Regions from separate parts of the Mus musculus genome. Here region 2 is linked to region 1. A link is a contact called in public HiChIP or PLAC-seq data. All regions are on one chromosome and are shown on one strand. Each heading gives the region's core, a stretch centred on a gene start, on an enhancer-like site or on the middle of the called end of the contact. The rest is flanking DNA. Distances are from core to core; before and after follow the strand shown. Region 1 holds the start of Exo5 (exonuclease 5). Region 2 has its middle 28 kb from the start of Gm8439.

The links. HiChIP or PLAC-seq counts read pairs in DNA pulled down with a chosen protein or histone mark.
Region 2: an H3K27ac HiChIP or PLAC-seq map of cardiomyocytes shows a contact between it and region 1, with 5 times the contacts expected there. The contact joins the enhancer-like site here to the promoter of Exo5 in region 1. A contact is called at or near these places in 2 of 39 promoter capture datasets (cranial neural crest and embryonic stem cells), 2 of 115 datasets of contacts at active chromatin or transcription factors (acute myeloid leukemia and cardiomyocytes) and 1 of 9 other capture datasets (embryonic stem cells).

What each region holds. Positions count from the first base shown.
Region 1 is chr4:120,922,153-120,927,570 of GRCm38.p6, forward strand. Exo5 (exonuclease 5) reads right to left here and starts at 2,853. Exons shown (of 2, transcript NM_028457.2): 1 at 2,359-2,853; 2 at 1-544. The coding sequence starts at 514.
Region 2 is chr4:120,614,003-120,619,868 of GRCm38.p6, forward strand. No RefSeq gene overlaps it. Among named protein-coding and RNA genes, the nearest start is that of Gm8439, 28 kb to the left of the region's middle. Within about 2 kb of position 1,994, at least 99 of the 459 cell types and tissues checked have an H3K27ac peak or open chromatin away from gene starts, as enhancers often do. A contact at or near this core is called in cardiomyocytes and embryonic stem cells, where this site is marked.

The sequences.
Region 1 (5,418 bases), core at 1,603-4,102:
CCTCCCCAAACACTGGAAACTCTCTGACGCGCCCTTCCGACTGTAGGGCAGGAATCATTGCTAGTATGTTCAGAAACTTAACTGCCCAAGCATCTTCTTTTGTGGCGATGGGGACTGTCACAAGGTCATGAAGTTCTAGTTCTTTTGCTAGGTGGATGCTAGCACCAGTGTCCAAAACAGCTGCTTTCTCAGGTGTCAACGAACCAGGAAGCTCCTTCCCGTACACCATCTGCAACTCACACCAGTTCTGAGTGCACAGGTCAGTGACATATAAATATTTCAGGTGGAATCTCTCCATGGGTGACAAGACATCCAATCCCCCTTTCCAGTTCTGCAAGCTTACTGGTTTGTCATCCTTCCCAGGGAGTTCAGCAGAAGGGCCAGGCTTGCTAAGTGAAACAGCCGATTCTTTGGCTTCTTCCAGATCCAGAAATTCAACTAACTCTGAGTCACTCAAGTCTGAAAACCCTGAGGCTTCTGCTGATGCTGTCTCCTCTTCCCCAGTCTCAGCCATGGTACAGCCCTAGATTGAACAAATAGGGACCTGTAGAACATGCCAAATATTGTCAGACTTGTAAATTCCTGAGATAAAGAAGAATCATATATTGGCTGACTGGTTGGTTCATTCATTCATTTCAGTACTGAGAACTGAATCCAGGGCCTTATGTGTGCTAGGCAAGTGCTCTCTACTTCTTAGCCCTAAGAAGTCAATTTATTTATAACCAATTAGTAGTGTCAATGAGTTACACACAGGTACACCTTATAAAAGGAGTCTTTGTGTTGTTTATCACCCAGTCATCCGAGTTGATTCTTTTTTTCACTTCTAGAGGGAGAACACTGGTCATTGCACACACTAATTAAGTGGTGTGCTGCTGTAGCCCAGCAGAGTTTTTTGGGGGGTGGGAGGAGTTCAAGACAGGGTTTCTCTGTGTAGCCCTGGCTGTCCTGGAACTCACTCTAAACCAGGCTGGCCTCAAACTCAGAAATCCTCCTGCCTCTGCCTCCCAAGTGCTGCCACTAAAATATTATGGGTGAAAAAGGTCTATTAGCACAACTGAGAATACAAAAATTAGTACACTGAGACAGACAAGGGCTTCACATTCATGTAAAAGAAGACAACAGTTCACACTGATGTAAAATTTAGACGCAAATGCACAGCCTAGACACTTTTATGCTGCTAAATACAGAAGTTCAGAAAGGATGACATAATGAACTTTACCTGCTGCCTGGACTAGCGTTTTTGGATATACCATAGATTAATTGTAAAGCTGCTATATCATCCATCAAAAGCCTCATTTTATGACTTTCTTTTTAGACTTCTGACGTGTGTGTGTGTGTGTGTGTGTGTGTGTGTGTGTGTGTGTGTGTGAGAGAGAGAGAGAGAGAGAGAGAGAGAGAGAGAGAGAGAGAGACAGGTTTTGTGTGTGTAGCTCTGGCTGTCCTAGAACTTATTCTCAAGCTGCTGAGATTAAAGGCTATACCACCACTGCCTGGCAGACTTTTGACTTCTTTTTTTTTTTATTTTTTTTTTTTATTTTTAAAGATTTATTTATTTATTTATTATATATAAGTACACTGTAGCTGTCTTCAGACACACCAGAAGAGGGCATCAGATCTCATTACAGATGGTTGTGAGCCACCATGTGGTTGCTGGGATTTGAACTCCGGACCTCTAAAAGAGCAGTCAGTGCTCTTAACCTCTGAGCCATCTCTCCAGCCCCCTTGACTTCTTAAAGATATAGAAATATCTACTAATATTCATATTAAATATTTTATATATGAATATATGTTTTAAAAGTTTTAAAACAGATAAAGCTGAAAATTATTAGGTGAAAAATTAAATGAGATAGATGTTCAGAAAATACCAGATCGGCATCAAGAGTCTAGGGATCCTGAAGATACAGATTTTGAATCTAATCTTGAAACGTCCAGTAGAATTTGCTGGTATGCTATTTGTTTGTTTGTTTCTTTCTTTCTTTATTTTCTGGTTTTTCGAGACAGGGTTTCTCTGTGTAGCCCTGGCTGTCCTGGAACTCACTCTAGACCAGGCTGGCCTCGAACTCAGAAATCCGCCTGCCTCTGCCTCCTGAGTGCTGGGATTAAAGGCGTGCACCACCACGCCCGGTTCTGCTATTTGTTTCTTGAATAATCTTGGGCACATTTCAAAAATTCTCTGATGAGACTGGCACATCTTTAAAATGTATACTGGTAAGCTAATCCTTCAATGCCCACAGAGCTAAAACAGTACAGATATTAACTAACACACAATAAATGTGGCTTTCCTTCCAAAGGCATTGATGGGTCTACTATGTATCTATTTGCTCTGAAAAGTTCAGGAGAGAGGCAACTCGTACTCACCTGGGCCTTAGTTGATTTCCCTCCTCACAGGGAAGAGCATGTATTAAAACGAGGGGAGATGGGGAGGCACCTTGCTATGATGGAATGTGGACTTCTGTTCTCTTCACCTGACCACTCCTTCACATTATGGTGTTTCCACTTGAGTCACACTGCTAGGGCAGCTGCGTGTCATAAATCCTCCTAACACTGGCCTCTCCAAGGGTAAGGTCTCCAGGCGGTAAGTTCTGCTCTCCAGGTTCCCAGCCGCAGCCTGAGGTCGGAGGCCCTGCCTTGCTGATGGCTTCCGGCTGCCTGCTGCTGCCTTCATCCTCTGCGTCCTGACTCGTTACAGGCCTTCCACGCAGGCAGGCGTGTGCTTTCCACTCAGCCCCCAGCCCCAGTCCCCCTGGTGTGCCCAAGCGCAAAGACTCAATCGCGGGCCCAAAATGCACAGAACAAAAACCCGAATGAGGGGCGTGCCTGAAAGGGGCAGCCCCTTAGCTCTTCACCCCTGTCCCAGAATTCCCGGCGGCGGTTGGAGGCCCGCCCCTTTTCATGTCACACCCCTCCCCACCCACCAGGCCCCTGGTTCTCGCGACACTGGGGCTGAGTGGGCGTCTGCAGTCCGCTGTATTTCCTTATCCACCAGTGCCTAGTGCAGGCTGTTACCGTCTCGTTCTCTTACGCCCGCCCGGTGAGAGGACGGTCATGGTGGTCGTCTCGCTGTCCCCAGTGCAGCTGGCCTCTGACACCCTTGGAGCCCGAATCCGGATCTTAGCACCTGACATCAGCTTTCCCAGCTTAGTGAACAATCATGAACTCAAGCTTCAAAGACGCTGGCAGTTGTCAGTGTCTTATTTTATTTTATTTATTTCTTATCCTTTTTATTGGCCTCCAATTTGGGTTACTCCTGCCTCTGCTTTTTCGGTGCTGGAATTACAAGCCATTGTGCCCTTATGCCCAGATTCTTTTTAAAGATTAAAAAAAATGTTTTGTTTTTTCCTTTATGTGTATGAATGTTTTCCCTGCATGCATGTCTGTGGTTCATATCTTCTTGGTGCCCTCGGGAGCCAGAAGAGGGCCTCAGAGTTACAGAAGGGTTGAGTCACATGGGCACAGAGAAACAAACTAAGGTCCTCTGTAAGAGCAGCTAGTGCTCTTAACCTCTGAGCCTTTGAAAAATACTTCCCAGCATCTATGGTGACCCACACCAAAAATCTCAGCGCTGGGACTCTAGACTTGAGTCTAAAGTCCAGAAGGATAAAGCCTAGCTGTTAGGTTCATTTAGTTAATTCAGTCACCAGTTTAAGGGGTTCACCAGAATCAGGGTTTTATAAAGTGTATTGTATCAGGGGGAGGATGAACAGATTCCAAACAAGGAACTTGCGTAGGAAAAAAAAAAAAAAAAAAAAGAGGAAATTTCCAAATGTGGAGTAAAACCCATGAAATACTATCTTCAATCACAGTGGGAGCAAAGATAAAAGAGAAGCACTTGTGCCCCTCCCTTTGGCAGTATGGAAGCAGTAGAACCCCCCCCCCCACCCCCCCACCCCCCCCCCCCCCCCCGCCACCCACCATTCAGAGGAGAACTTACCTCCCAGGAAGAGACTTCATAGGATCCTTACAGCTTGTCAGACCACTCTGCAGAAGACACAAGCTGAGACAACTGTGGACAGGACTGTTCCTTGATCTGCTTAGTTGTACATCCCTCTTGCTTTGTTTAAACCTAAACCACATGTCAGAACCCCAAAGACAGTCTTGGAAATCATTAGGCCTCTGTGTTTGTTCCTCTTTCCAAAGTGACCTCATCGAATAAATCCCCTTTCTTTCATTAAGGGCATATTGAAGATGAGTGGCTGAGTCTAGTCTCTTAATCCTACTAGAACCTAGTGTTAGGCCCTAAGAGAATCCAGTAATAAGAATGGATATTTGGGGACCATAACATCTTTATGACAAAACCAAAGTATATTTGGGTAGAAATAGTACCAATGGGTCTGCACTTAAGACAATTATTGTCTGAGGGTTTCCATTGCTGTGAAGAGACACCATGACAACTCTTATAAAGGACATTTAATTGAAGCTGGCTTATAGGTTCAGAGTTTCAGTCCATTATCATCATGGTGAGAAATATGGCAGCATCCAGGCAGGCATGGCACTGGAGGAGCTGAGAGTTCTACATCTTGATCTGAAGGCATCTAGGAAAGAGGGTCTAAAAGCCTTACCCCCACAGTGACACCCTTCAACAAGGCCACACCTCCTAATGCCACTCCCTGGGCCAAGCATATTCAAACCACCACAATGATCTTTATCTTCACTTAATCATAAACAACAGAAGGATTTTAAGCAATGTAGTTGGGTGTGTGTTTTAGAATGTCATTGTAGCTACAAATGGATAGAGATGAGTACAGATTTGCTAGAGCAGCGGCTCTCACCTGGAAGGTGAGACAAGGTTAGGAATAATACTGTGATCCTTTAATGCAGCTCTTCATGTTCTGCCGACCCTCAACCACAAGATTATTTCCGTTGCTAATTCATAACTGTAATTTTGCTGCTGTTATGAGTCGTAATGTAAATATCTGATATGGGACCCCTAAAAGGGTTGCTGTTAGGCTAGAATCCCTGCTCTTCCACGGCACAAGCAGGGAAACCTCATCTGCCCTCTTCCCCCAACCCCACCTGTACTGGCTAGTTTTGTGTCAACTTGACACAGCTGGAGTTATCACAGAGAAAGGAGCTTCAGTTGAGGAGATGCCTCCATGAGACTCAACTGTAAGGCATTTTCTCAATTAGTGATCAAGGGGGAAAGACCCCTTGTGGGTGGGACCATCTCTGGGCTGGTAGTCTTGGGTTCTATAAGAGAGCAGGCTGAGTAAGCCAGGGGAGGCAAGCCAGTAAAGAACATCCCTCCATGACCTCTGCATCAGCTCCTGCTCCCTGACCTGCTTGAGTTCCAGTCCTGACTTCCTTTGGTGATGAACAGCAGCATGGAAGTGTAAGCCGAATAAACCCTTTCCTCCCCAACTTGCTTCTTGGTCATGATGTTTGTGCAGGAATAGAAACCCTGACTAAGACAAATTGGTA
Region 2 (5,866 bases), core at 744-3,243, 310 kb before region 1:
CTTTGCCTCTCTCTACCTAGAGCAGGCCCATCCCAGCATCCCCCCCCCATGGTTTCTGGTTCTCCTACAGTTCCAGGAATAGATAATAATATACTGTAGGTTCAAAGCATGTACACAAACATCACTGTGCATCCTTGTCAGGGCAGGCCCAAGAGAGGGGACTTATCACTCCATTACACAGTTGATGCCATGATAACACAGAGAGGGCAAGCAATGTGAGCAGAGATGCACAGCAGACCCAGCACTGTACTCTCTCTAAGGGGTTGGGGTTCCTAAGTCCCTCTACCCACCTGCCGCCTGTGATCAAGCAGCCCAACACCTGGTGGCAGAGCTAGTAGAGATCAAGGCCTTGGGTGCCCACTAGCCTGGGAGCTAGGGCTTGCCAGGCGTGGAGAACCATCTGGATGACCTCTAGCACACTGCTTCACCCGTCTTAGACTCACAATGGCATCCTCAGGGTGTCAGCAGAAAGATGAGAGACGGTTTCAGTTTGCTGGATGATAGAGCAGCTGCTGTTGGCTGTTATTGCCGTTGACATACCGAACTAAACCCAAAAGAAAAAGTTTAAAACTGACTGGTGCAAGAGAGCCCAGAGCAAAGGCCTTTGTGACACTTCTCACTCTGAGACGTCATTCCCACCCACGACATTCATCAGGGAAACAGCGGTAGTTACAGTGCACAACTCTGATGAGCACTGGGCCTTGGTTCTTTCTGCTTGATGACTCCTGGCTCTCCTTCTGGAGCCCCGTGGCAGGAACCCATCGTGAAAGGGGAAGGCAGTGTCTACTCTTGCATGGCCTTGTCCCAAGCTGGCTGCCATGGCTGTGCTCTTTTACTCTGGTACGACACAGGCAGGAAGGAACAGAAGGCGAAATGTCTGCTTTGATAATGTGTAAAAGCGGAGTGTCCCATAGAAGAGAAGGTGGAGAAGATTGGGGTCAGGCCGGGGCATCTGAGGACCAGAGTCTCATGCCTAAAGAAGGAGGTGACTCCAGGTCATTAAGATTGGGCGGGCAAGCTGGGGGCATAGCTCATTTGGTAATTACTTTAACACGCATGAAACCCTGGATTTAGTCCCCAGCATTGAATAACCTGGGCATGATGGGGCATACCCCCCTTCTCTCTCTCTCTCTCTCTCTCTGTGTGTGTGTGTGTGTGTGTGTGTGTGTGTGAACAATTAAAGAAAAAAGAGGACATTAATTTTAGAACAAGAGGGAAGGGTTGAAGGGGGGAAATGATATAATTTCTTATTTAAAAAAAATGTTAACAGAGCTAGGCTCCAGGGTCATACAATTTCTACTCCAATTCCATCCCCACGACTCTTTAGACATGAAGTCACTCAGAATACCCATCTGTAAAAGTGGCCATAAGCCAGACCTTATGGAAGGGCACTGAAGATGAATCAGGTTGCCTCTGCCTGGCTCCACAGCTGGTACTAAGCAAGTCGCTGAGAAATCTGAACCTGAACCCTCTAAGTGGCGAAGTCCACCACCAGAGATAGCATCTTAGCGTTTGGAAGGAGGGAGACAAGGTCAGTAAATAAGGAAGGCTGCAGTGTGATCCTGGATAGGCCAGGGAGAGATGGATACCCTTGGAAAGGGCTTCACCGAGCTGGGGGCGGGGGCTGGGGGCGGAGCCTGGAGGTGGCAAGCACACAGAACACTTAGGCTAGGAGGCTCCTGTCACTCAGCAGAGAAGGCAAACTTCATTGTGCCCTTTGTTCCCTGCTTCGGTTCTCAGTTCCTTCTGTCACAGCGCCACCTCACACAGTGTCCCCTCCCTGATCCCTACATATATCATACTACCCACTCCCTGAGCTGAGGGATTTTCCTTACAGCACCCCGCACACTCTGTTATGACGTTCCTTAGTCTGTTGTGGAGTTGCCTGGTTTCCTGAAGCAGATCTAGCCCCTTGAGCAATGATGGTACACAGCGCATGCTTGGTGAGTAGGGGTGAAGCAGGTGGGTGGCTGAACAGTGGAGTGTCAAGGCCAGCGGGAGGAGCATGTGAGAGATGGTTTATGCCCAAATTAGGGAGTGCTGCGAAGGCCTGCTAAGGAGCTTGAGTGCCAGAGAACCAACAGCCAGTGAGGTGGTTCAGAGCATAAAAGGGCTTTCTGGGAAGTTTGATGACCTAAATTTGGTCACCAGAACTGACATGAAGGCAGAAGGAAAGAGCTGACTAAATAAAAAGGTCTCCGACTTCTACGCGCAGGCACACACAGACCCCCTAAAATAAAATTAAAAAAAAAAAATTTAAACTCTGAAAACCCAGGCATGGTGCTTGTGCCCTATAACCCCAGCTTTTCAGAAGGCTGAGGAGGTGGGCATGGCTGGAGCCCAGGCTTTCCAGGCCAGCCTGGGCTACACAGTGAGAGAGCAAGTGGGGGTTGGGAGGTGAGAAAGAGACCAGGTTAGCTTTTAAAGTCTAAGTGGACTTTGTTCTCCTAGACTGCCCTGAATGGAGTTCCAGGCTGGTCACAGGGCTGTGGACAAGGATAAACGGCGTTCAGTACCACATGAGCTTCTGTCCAGATATAACCTGGTGGAGCAGCAGGCTTTCAAGATGGGGGGGGGGGGTAAACACACAGCCTGGGGCTCCACTGTCCAACAGAAGGGTGCCAGGCCTGAACAATGACAGGCGAGAAAAGGACACAAGCCACAGGGAGGGGGGCGGCGGGGGAGGGGAGACATTCTGCCCTTGGCTTCTCTTTTGGATCCCTAGGAAAGGCTCTCCTCTCTCGGCCTGGCTGCCTCTATCCTGAACACCTGTCCTGTGGGCACGGACACTAGAGGAAGAGGTGTGGAGCTCAACAAAGGAGCATTCTCCTAGCCAGGACGGGAATCAATGGAAGCTTGTTTGCCTTGCTTCCTGGGGCGCAGCCAGGCATGCTGGGGTGGGGACCTGGGCAGCAGGTGGGAACACAGAGTCCTGGGCTAGGCGAGCCTTGAAGCATTGTTTTGGCTCCAGGGGAGCTACACCTGTGTCCCTGAGCACCCAAGCAGGTGGCTGCAGGCTGCTTGAGAAAAACCAGCCATGCCGCCATTCTCCCTCTCTGGTTCAGGGCCTTCCTCAGAGCCCTGTGCATGACAGGAGAACATTGTTTCCAAACTTGCCACTAGCAGAGGTATAAAATGCCACATTGTCACTCCAAAATCTTTCTTTGTTTTTGAGAAAGTTTCTTTGTATAGCCTTGGCTGTCCTGGAACTTTGCTCTGTAGATCAGGTTGGCCTTGAACTCAGAGATCCCTCTGCCTCCCAAGTGCTGGGATTAAAGGTGTGTGCTAGCACTGCCAGGCCCAATCTCTGACTTTTAAAAGGCATGTGCTCAGGAGAGAGGGATCAGTGGTTAAGAGCTGGTGAAGCGCCGGGCGGTGGCACACGCCTTTAATCCCAGCACTCTGGAGGCAGAGGCAGGCGAATTTCTGAGTTCGAGGCCAGCCTGGTCTACAAAGTGAGTTCCAGGACAGTCAGGGCTACGCAGAGAAACCCTGTCTTGAAAACAAAAACAACAAAAAAACCCCAAAAAACAAACAAACAAAAAAAGAGCTGGTGAGGCTCTTCCGGAGTACAGGAGCTCAGCTCCCAGCACTCACGCTGACTGATTCACAACTTTCTGTAACCCTAGCTCCATGATATCCAGCATCCTTTTCTGCCCTCTGCAGGCACCTGAGCCTGAGCCTGTGAGTACACACATGCAGGAAAGGGTGGGGTGTGTGTGCGTGTTTAAATAATAAAGAATAATGGGAACCTTCAGAGACTCTGGGACTTGGGAATGAGGATTTGTCTACAGTTGCTTGTGGATGGCCACTGGGCCTACCTTACCATCAAGCATAGCTTTGAAGAAAGAGCCCTGGGTGCAGCAGATGAACACCCAAGCCTGAGTTCCAACCTGAACTGAAGTTCTATTTCCTCATCTGAAACCAGGGGAACTGAACCCTCACTGCAGACAGGAATCTGGTCACAGTGTGTGTGTGTGTGTGTGTGTGTGTGTGTCTGTGTGTGTGTGTGTGTGTGTGTGTCTGTGTATGCACACGTATTCTCGAGTATGAGAATCTGCATGCAGACAGCTTGTTTTCTATACATGCCTGGGATATAAGAAAGATGTTTTCCATCACCTACTGTGCAGAGAGGGTGAGCACCTTGCCCCATGGGCAAGGCTGATGTGTGTCAGGGCAGGACCACATGTATATGGCCACAGGGAGAGGCCAGCAGCTAGGGAAGGGGGTCTTACCTTCATCTCCTTGGCGAGCCACCTATGCCAGCCCAGCTCCTGTTGCTCTCCCTGCTTCCTTGCCCTAACCTGTGCTCAATCTGAGACCTGGAAGGACTGCAGAGACACAGCAAAGCTTACTCTGCCATGAACTTCCTGTGCTGGATGCACGAGGAGCCTGCACACACGGGATCCCAGCAACCACTTTACAGATCAGGAAACCGAGGCTCAAAGACACGGGTGGGCTTGCAGACTCCGTCTAACTAGAATGTGACTGAGCCCCAAGTCCCTCGTGGATCTGAGACTCCGCAGTCAACGAACAGTAGTCCTCTCTCCAACACCCCAGTCTCAGCTGCCGCTAATCCTCTGAGGGCATAGGTCCCACACCTCTAGGGAGAGAGGACGGCTCATCTCTAGGGCAGCTTGTGTTAGCTCTTTTTCTGAACTAGAGCCAAAATTGGCCCCTTGGAAGTAGATGTGGGTGTTTGATGGCCAGTCAGGGGAGTTAGAAGAAAACACTGTAGCCCCAGTTATCAGGTCTACAAAGAGTACAAGGAGGGGCTGAAAAGGTCCTTGCCTGAGCCTCTGCTTGCTGCAGTCATCTTTCTTAGGTGACCTTCTCTCCTGCCTTTCCTGATGGAGTGGTCCAAGGAGCGGCTGGACTGCCTGTGCCGTTGGATCTTACTGTAATCCATACCCACCCTACCCAACAGGCCCTGGTGGGCTGGCAATGCATGCCCAGTCACCCTCCCACGGCAACAATTTCCTATCTACTGTCCAAAATTCTAGGCCTGTGGTTCTCACCCTGTGGGTCACACCCCCTTTGGAATGGTAGGGTCAAACAAATTCTATCACAGAGGTCACGGATCAGGTATCCTGCATACCAGATATTTACATTTTAGTTCATAACAGTAGCAAAATCACAGTTACGAAGTAGCAAGGAAAATAATTTTATGGATGGGACAGCACAGCATGAGGAACCACAGCACTGGGAAGGCTGAGAACCACTGCTCCAGGCTATATGCTTATATATGTATGGCCTCCCTTGCCTCCTGATTCACTGTGAACACAGCAGCTAACAGAGCACTTCCATGGTAGTGCACTGAATGAAGCCTCAGGTCCACACCCATCTCCATTAATTTTCTTCCTTGTACCTGGGGTTGAGCCATCTGAACAGCAGCAAAGTGCAGCCCCCACCCCTCAGAAATCTAACCAGAAAACCCCTCACTCCAGAGTCTTCCTCTTCCCCTCTTCCATGGCCGTGCTCACTGTCACAAAAGATGCTGAGCAGAGAACACTTTTGGTACCCATCGGCATTTTGCCCACAGTCCTGCTTGTCCCACCCTCACTGCCAGACAGTGAGGTCGGCACCGGCCATCTCTGGCTCTCTTCTTTCCAGCTCCCTCTCAACATGCTTCTGCCCTCATCTAGTCCATCCATCACGTGACCAGGGGCACTGGCCCTTCTCAGCACTAACCTCAGGGGTCCACTATCTCCTCTGTATCTCTCGTGCTTCTCCCGTTCTGGGGATATGAACCACCAAGCCACGTGGAGTCCTGAGATAACAAAGTTCCCACAGCCATGGAAGACTTTCCATCTCCTGTAGTGAACTCATCAGGTTAGAATCCAGCTGTGCACCAAACATCACGATG